Regions from separate parts of the Anser cygnoides genome. Here region 2 is linked to region 1. A link is a contact called in public Hi-C data. All regions are on one chromosome and are shown on one strand. Each heading gives the region's core, a stretch centred on a gene start, on an enhancer-like site or on the middle of the called end of the contact. The rest is flanking DNA. Distances are from core to core; before and after follow the strand shown. Region 1 holds the start of OAF (out at first homolog). Region 2 holds the start of SORL1 (sortilin related receptor 1).

Region 1 (3,812 bases), core at 1,203-3,702:
GATTTGCAGCCTGGCCAGATATTAGTGGTTTTCCACAGGGATGACAAAGGATACATCCAAGGCACCGAGGCGAGCCCCGTGTCGAACTAATCCCCTGCTCCCACGCACTGCCCTGCTGGAGCTTCACAACAAAGTGCAGCGGAGAACACTTTCTTTTAACAGCATATTTTTCCTTAACCTCGTTCTCAAGCATGGCTGAGGTATTTTAATGGAAATTTCCTCCCAGTAAAAAGGGCGGCAGCACACGCATACCAGAAACGAGATCATTAACATTCAGTAAAACTATATGCGGCTCAGCAACTGCTCCTGCCGTGGGGGCACTGAACCGGCAGGCAGTTTCCTTCCCTATAGCTGGGAGAAGATTGCTGTTTACGTGTCTGAAGAGCTGTTCCATATTAGCAAAGGTAGAAGAAGCTGACACCACTGGAGAATCGGTTTGGTCACTCAGACTTGTCCCAAAGCTGTGCTTCCTCTTCTCCAGCTGCCCTTCATGGCCAGTAATTCTCCAACCCCTGCTAACCTGCCCAAACATCCCTTCCTGGGATGTGAGTGATGGTGTCTGTCCCTTCAAACACCACCGTTCAGTTGTTTTAAATCCCAGCAAAGCAGCGTTTCTCCTCTCCTCCATTCCTTGGTAACTTTTCTGCTCTCTGCTCTCTTTCTCTGACTGTTGCATGCCAGTGTTTTGGTTCCCCTCCCCACCCCCTGGTATTTCTTGTCTGTGCCCATTCGTTTTGGAGCTGGGAACGGATCCTCATTCCAAGAGTCAAGGTTCAGTTGTGCCTTGGTCAAATTGAGATCTGCAGGACTACGGAGTTCCTGGCAAAGTGCTCAGCCTTGGGAAGAGCCCTCTGAGGCAGTCTGCTTTCTGATTTCCTTCCCTCTGGGAGGTACCAGGAGATAAAAATGATACCCCTTACTCCAAGCCAGGGAAGGACGGCCCTAAATTACCTCTTGCACCCTGAGGTCCAGGTATGCAGTAGGCACTGCTGATGCCTGTGGCCAGGAGCGTGTTCCTGTGGCTCTGCAGGGACTGTAGCCTCACTCACCTCCCTTTGTCCTCCAGAACAGACCCAGGACCACGCTGTGCTCGAGTTCTGGGGGCTTGGCTGGGAGGTGATGGACCTGGGGTAACCCCATTGCCATGGGGAAGCTGATCCCAGATTTGAGCTGGGCAAAGAGCGCGGCCCTTTGGCTGGAAGCTTTCCAAGGGTTATTTGTGCGCGCTAACCTCGTGGCACTCTTCCTTCCAGCCCCTGCTGGGGTCCTCCTGTCTTTTTGCATAATCTCCTCTGAATAAATAGACCGTGAGTGGGGCCTTCTCGGCGGCTTTTGTCAGGAGGACATGGTCGGTGTAGGTTTCTACCTTGTGGGCCCTCCCTCTCTTTTTGTGTCAGAGCCGAACCGTTTCTTTTCTCCCGTTTGCACCTCTTAACTTTCTCTCCTCGCCTGCTCTGATTTCTTTGCCCTGCTATTGTCCTGAAAAGTATTTGGAGGATACCGTTTGTGAGAAAGCCCTTACATTTTCTTACATTTTCAGTCTAAAACTTAACTTGTGTGAGGTCCCACAAAGCATACTAGTTGGCCAAAAGTGATCTCTTCTCCTGGAAGTGTGGATTTAAACGGTTGCTTCTATGCATTTCTGTGCTTCTCCTTGCAAAGCTCTTTCTCTGAGGCCCTGATCCTGCTGCCACAGTGACCTTTGTGTTTGCAGAGAGACCTTTTGAAATCAAAGGGGCCCTTCATGAGCATCTGCCCATCTGGAAGAGATTGCAGGAGTGGGCGGGTGAAGGGCAAATCTGGAGCCTTGTGGCTGGGCTGCGGAGTCTGAAGTGCCCCAGGCCCGTGTCCCTGGGGGAGAGGGGCCAGGGAAAGCCCCAAGCGGCTTGCACGACATCCTCGGGGGCAGGAATACCCCCGGCGTGCCTGAGAGCAGCCCTGCGAGCCTCCTGTGTGCAGCGTGAGCCTGAGCAATCATGTAACTGTTGTTTGATTCCCAACAACCGCATGTTTAGAGGACTCTGATTTGTGTGTGTTTGTGCAAACACGAGCGCTGGGCTTTGTTATTAACGCCGACCTCTCCTTTCCAACTCCAGTTTGGGGATAATTATTTATCCCACGGAGTAGAAAACAATTTAAAAAAAAAAACAAAAAACCTGCAGGAGAGCCCAGAAGCTGCCTGGCTGCTGCTGGAGCAGCCCCCCCCCTCCATCCTCCTGCCACCCAGAGCACCGGGGCTCGCCTGCAGGGCGGCTGCTTGGGCCAGATTTATTTTTATTTTTTTTTTCCTCGCCCTCGGGCGAGCTCTGCCTGTTTTTTTTTTTTTCCCATTATTATTCCCCTCTCCCCTCCTCCCCTCCGCAGCTGGGGAGCAGCTGCGGGCCCGGCCTGGCCCTTTAAAGGCGGGGCGGCGCGCCGCTGCCTCTTTAGGGCCGGTCCCTGCCTTTGGGGGAAGGAAGTGCGGGCCGGGGGGGGGCCGAAAAGCGGCGGCCGGGGGCTCTGCATGGCCGGGGGGGGCTCGGCGGGGCGCTTTCCCCACGCTGCGCTCCGCGCCCCCCGCCCCATGCGGGCCGGGGGCTGCCCCGAGCCGTGCGCGCCCCGCCGGGGGTAACGGTGCGGGGGCTGCGGGGAGCGGGGCCGGGGGGGGTGATGCTCGCCCCCCGGCTACCGGCGCTGCCAGCCCTGCTGTGGCTAGCGTTAGCCCCGCTGCCCGGCGCTCCCGGCCCCGCGGCCAAGGCTGAGCTGCGGGTGCGGGTGCGGCTGCCCGGCGGGCAGGTGGCGGAGGAGAGCCTGCAAGCCGACAGCGGCTCCGACTGCATCAGCCTGGAGCTCCGCAAGGCCGACGGCGCCCTCATCACCCTCACGGCCGATTTCAGACAGGTGAGGCTCGGGGTGGAGGGGGGGGACACGCCGGAGGACGGCCCCGGGATGCTGCGCCCGCCCCGCGGTGGAGCGGAGAGCCCCCGAGCATCCCCGGGGTCCCGGGGAGCCCCCGGTGGGGTTTGGTGCTGGGGGGTCTCCGGTGGGTCCCAGCTGGGCGAGGGGTGCGAGGGGATGGGCCCTAAGAGACTGGGAGTCCTCAGGAGGAGGCTTGGGGCGCGACCCCGGTGCCCGCTGCTTGTGGGGATGCTGTGCGGGAGGGCTTTGGGGAGCCGGGATCCGCCTGGAGTCTGGGGAAACCCTGCTGGGGGGGCTGAATCCACCTGGAGCCTCGGAAAACCCTGCCGGGGGGTTCGGGAGCCTGAGCCCTGTCTGAGGACGGGGTCCTTCAGAAGTCCCTCCACCGATGAGCGATGTTGGGGTCTTCGTTCGTGGTGCACCCCGCAGACGGCTCCGGGCCCTTCGGGCGGGTTCCTGGCCCCCCGCGGCACAGCTGTAACCTGGGCTGCCCAGTGGTGAGCATGGTGGGGAAGGATTTTGGCAGGATGAGTGGCGAAGCCTTCTCCATGCCCGGCTGAGCACAGCAGGTCTGTTTCTCCTTGCTGAGCCGAGAGGAGCCGTGGCTTTGGGTGGCAGACAGCAGCAGGGCCAGGGCAGGAGAGGCCCCCACGAGCCGGGGCTCAGGTTCGTGGGGCTCTGCTGTGTCTCCAGGACGTCTCGCTCCAAGTGATGGCTTTGGGGAGCACGTGCATTGGGGGTGTGGGCACCGTTCGCATGGCAGCTCACTCTGGGACTGGCGGAAAGCCAGGGATCCTCCTGGCCCCCTCCCAGGCCCCTCTGCAGGGAGGTGATGCTGAGACCCCACGCTTCTCGGCAGGAGACGGGAGCTTTGGGGCCAGCGTGGCGTCCTTCAGAGAACCCCAAGCCTGGCT
Region 2 (3,630 bases), core at 225-2,724, 410 kb after region 1:
CGTCCCCGTGTAGCCGTACAGCAGCTCTGCCACAGGGATGAGCTACGAGGGCCACGCAGGCACGTCACCTATGCCGAGTGTTTTATGAGGGAGCGCACGGCCAGCCGGCTTGGCCCGGCACGGAAGGAGCTGCTCCAGCAGCACACCGTGCTGGAACCCTCCCGAATGGTGCTGAGGGGTTGAGGATGAGGAGGGGACCCAGGGCACCCTCCCTGCAGCCAGGACCTGCACCTATGCCACCGTGCGCCCTGCTGGCCCCTTCTCCTTGTGCCAGGGCCCATGGGTTCCCTGCAAAACTGCTTACCCCAAAAAGCCCCCAGCACAAGGATGGGGCTGGAGATAGGCGAGACACAAAGCTCTTAGGTTGGCAGACGAGGTAATCGCCACAACACACGCTGTGCGGCCTTCATAAATCTTCTGTTAACCCCCCCCCACACCCCCCAGCTGCAGGTGGCACCAGTGACAGCCTGGGCCCGGCTCCCAGTAAACCACAGCCCAGATGCAAGCGGCACTGCCCCCCGGCACCGGGGTGCTCCGGGGACACATCCTGCCCTGTGACGTGCAGCTGGGGGTGTGCAGAGGAGGAAACGTGCGCCTCGGGTTTTGGGGGGTGGTGGGGAAACCTTGTGCACCCCCAGAGAGAAAACACTGCAACCCTTTCTTCATACATTTATTTATTTATTTATTTATTTTTTGCTGGGTTTTGGTTGTGGTTTTGATTTTATGTTTTCGATTGTGTGTTTTTGACTGTTGTGCTCTTGATCGCTTATTCTTATTGATTTCTTATTGTTAATTTTCAGTGTTCGTTTCTGACTGCTTATATTCTCTTGCCGCTTTCTGACCACTTTTTTCTCACCGCTTTCTGACCGCTTATTTTTTATTCCCTCTTTCTGACCGCTTATTTATTCTTGCTGCTTTCAGACCCCTTATTTTTTCTCACTACTTTGACCCCTTATTTTTTCTCACTACTTTCTGATCCCTTATTTCTTCTCTCTGCTTTCTGCCCCCTTATTTTTTCTCACTGCTTTCTGCCCCCTTATTTTTTCTCTCCGCTTTTTGACCCCTTGTTTTCTCTCTCCACTTTCTGACCCCTTATTTTTTCTCACTGCTTTCTGCCCCCTTATTTTTTCTCTCTGCTTTTTGACCCCTTATTTTTTCTCTCCACTTTCTGCCCCCTTATTTTCTCTCTCCACTTTCTGCCCCCTTATTTTTTCTCTCCGCTTTTTGACCCCTTCTTTTCTCTCTCCACTTTCTGCCCCCTTATTTTTTTCTCTCTGCTTTTTGACCCCTTTATTCTCTCTCGCCGCTTTTGACCCCCTATTTTCTTCCCACCTCTCTCCGCCCGCTCGCACACCTTACCCCCTATATATATATATATATATATATAATTTTTTTTTTACCGCTCCTTTTCCCGCCGGCACCCCCGGGGCTAGACGACCCCCCGGCTCCCCCCCGGGGCCCCGAGCATCCCCCGCGGGGGCAGCGCTCCGGGGGCGGGGATGCCGAGCCCCGCTGCCCGTTGCACATTCTCTCCGGGCGGCGGCGCGGCGCTCCGCTCCTCCCGGCTCCGCACGGCTCCGCACGGCCCCGGCGGCGCGAAGATGGCGACGGCGAGCAGCGGCGGGGCTCGCCGGGCCCGGGGGTTCCCCCGCCGCCTCCTGCCGCTGCTGCTGCTCTTAACGGCGGCGGGGAGCCGGGGGGCTCGGGGGGGGCCCTCGCCGCTGCTCCGCTCCCCGCCGCCCGCCGCCGAAGCCCCGCGGAGCCGCCGCGCAGCGCAGCAGCGCCCGCCGGAGCCCATCCAGGTGTACGGACAGGTGAGCCCTGCTGACCCCCGGGCCCCTTCCCCGAGACCCCCAACCCCACCCGGAGAGCCCCCCCCCCCCCTCTAAAAAAAAAAAAAAATTAAAAAAAAAATTAAAAAAGATCAATTCAATGAACCGAGCGGCGGAGCGCCGCGTTACATCACCCCCTGCGCTCCCCCCGCTGCCGCTGTGGCCGTCCCTCTGTGCCCCCCCCCCCCCCTCAATGTGCATTTGCAAGGGGATCGCCTGGGGGCACAGCGCTCCCCCCCCCCCCCCACAAGTCCACCCTCCCCACGCGTGATTTTTTCCCCGCACCCCGTGCTGCAGCCCCGGGGATCCCCCTGGGGCAGTGGGGACCCCCCCCATGGGGATCACGACCACCCCCCCCCGCAATCCAAATCCCCCCGTGGGAAGGGGCTGGGTCGTGCTCCCAGGTCACCGGCGAGGCATCCCCACGCAAAATCATCGCTGTGCATGGGATCTGCCCCGCTGAGAGCAGCCGGCAGCAAGATGCTGGGCGCTGTTGCCACCGATTTCCACATCTCGTCGCCTTGTTCTCAGCCACCTTGCCCTGCTGGCGCTGCTCGGGTCGCGGTGCATGCTCACGGGCTCCATCCCACCGAAACGAGCAGCAGGAGCTGCCGGTGGCCAAGGGCACGTGGCGGTGACACCGCCAGGTAGCCCCTTGGCTAGCGCACAGAGGGGACAGCGAGGCCGTGGGGTGGGTAGGATCACCTGAATGTGCCCGTGTCAAACATCCTACCATGCAAAAACCAGGTGGAAGGGGTGACCTTTGGTAGAAAACCTTGCTGCTTGGGATGCGCCGTGCCCTTCTCCGTAAGGATTTTGTGTTTCTGAGCCATTCCCCACAGCTTTTAGAAAAGACAGGGAGAGGAGCTGCTCCTCAGCAAAGCACAGGAATTGCTGTTTTGAAAGCGCCCCTGCTCAGGCTCAGCTACTTGGCAAGTTTTGCAGCCGGGACCAGAATTCCTCCCCCCCCCCCCCTTTTCCATCACTTGAGGGATGTGAAGGAATTACACCCAGGCTGCCTGCCGCGGGAGGCTTCGGGCTGAAATAGCCCATCCTCTTCTTCATGGTTTTTAATCTCCATACGTCAGACTAAATGTTGCCTCATTTGACCCTCCTGGCTCACACTGCCCGTGTCCCACCGCAGCCCCAAAAGGCTGCCCTGGGGGGGGCACAGACAAGGCACACCGCAGGTGAGGCTCCCTGCCCTCAGCCACATCTGTTTGCCTCCTTAGCAAGCACTTCACCTCCTCCAGACCCTATAATTTCCCCTTCTTGCTACTTCTAGGATGGGCAAGAGGCAGCCACAGGGCAGGCCTGGCTCTAGAGGGGCACGAACAGTGCCTGTGCTGTTCCTAAATCCCTGCTCCCTGATTTTTAGGCCAGGAAAACCAATTCCTACCCCCCCCTTGAAAACCCGCTTTGCCTTCTCTTGCCCCAGCATTTGGCTGCTTTCAGAAAAATTCCGCGACCCTATTTCAGAAAGAAAAGCGTTATATTTGCCTCTCATCTTCAGTAAGAGGCGTTTTCCCCCCCAGCCTCCCTGCACAGCTCAGGCACGAGCAGCCTCCCCAGCCTGGACACGTAGCAGCGAATCTGGGAGGCTGCGGTAAGCCCAGCGACACCCAGAACGGGACAACGAGGAAGCAGTGGGAGTTGCACATCAAAGTTTGCTTCTGTTGGGTCTTTTCTCACTGCCTTAAGCTTTCAGAAGGCATTTGCCTGGAGAATTGAGTCGCTCTCGCTAGCGGCATCATGTGCAGGTTGAATACCAAAATTTGCCCTTCTGCTGCTTTGAGGC

The links. Hi-C and Micro-C count contacts between places; a contact is called where the count stands out from the background.
Region 2: a Hi-C map of liver shows a contact between it and region 1, with 6 times the contacts expected there. The contact joins the promoter of SORL1 here to the promoter of OAF in region 1. A contact is called at or near these places in 2 of 7 Hi-C or Micro-C datasets (both in liver).

Annotation. Positions count from the first base shown.
Region 1 is chr21:4,930,719-4,934,530 of Taihu_goose_T2T_genome, forward strand. It overlaps OAF (out at first homolog), which reads left to right and starts at 2,453. Exons shown (of 4, transcript XM_048063424.2): 1 at 2,453-2,880. The coding sequence starts at 2,650.
Region 2 is chr21:5,339,213-5,342,842 of Taihu_goose_T2T_genome, forward strand. It overlaps SORL1 (sortilin related receptor 1), which reads left to right and starts at 1,475. Exons shown (of 48, transcript XM_066981339.1): 1 at 1,475-1,814. The coding sequence starts at 1,500. LOC136786728 (a long non-coding RNA gene) reads right to left here. Exons shown (of 4, transcript XR_010826224.1): 4 at 3,306-3,630.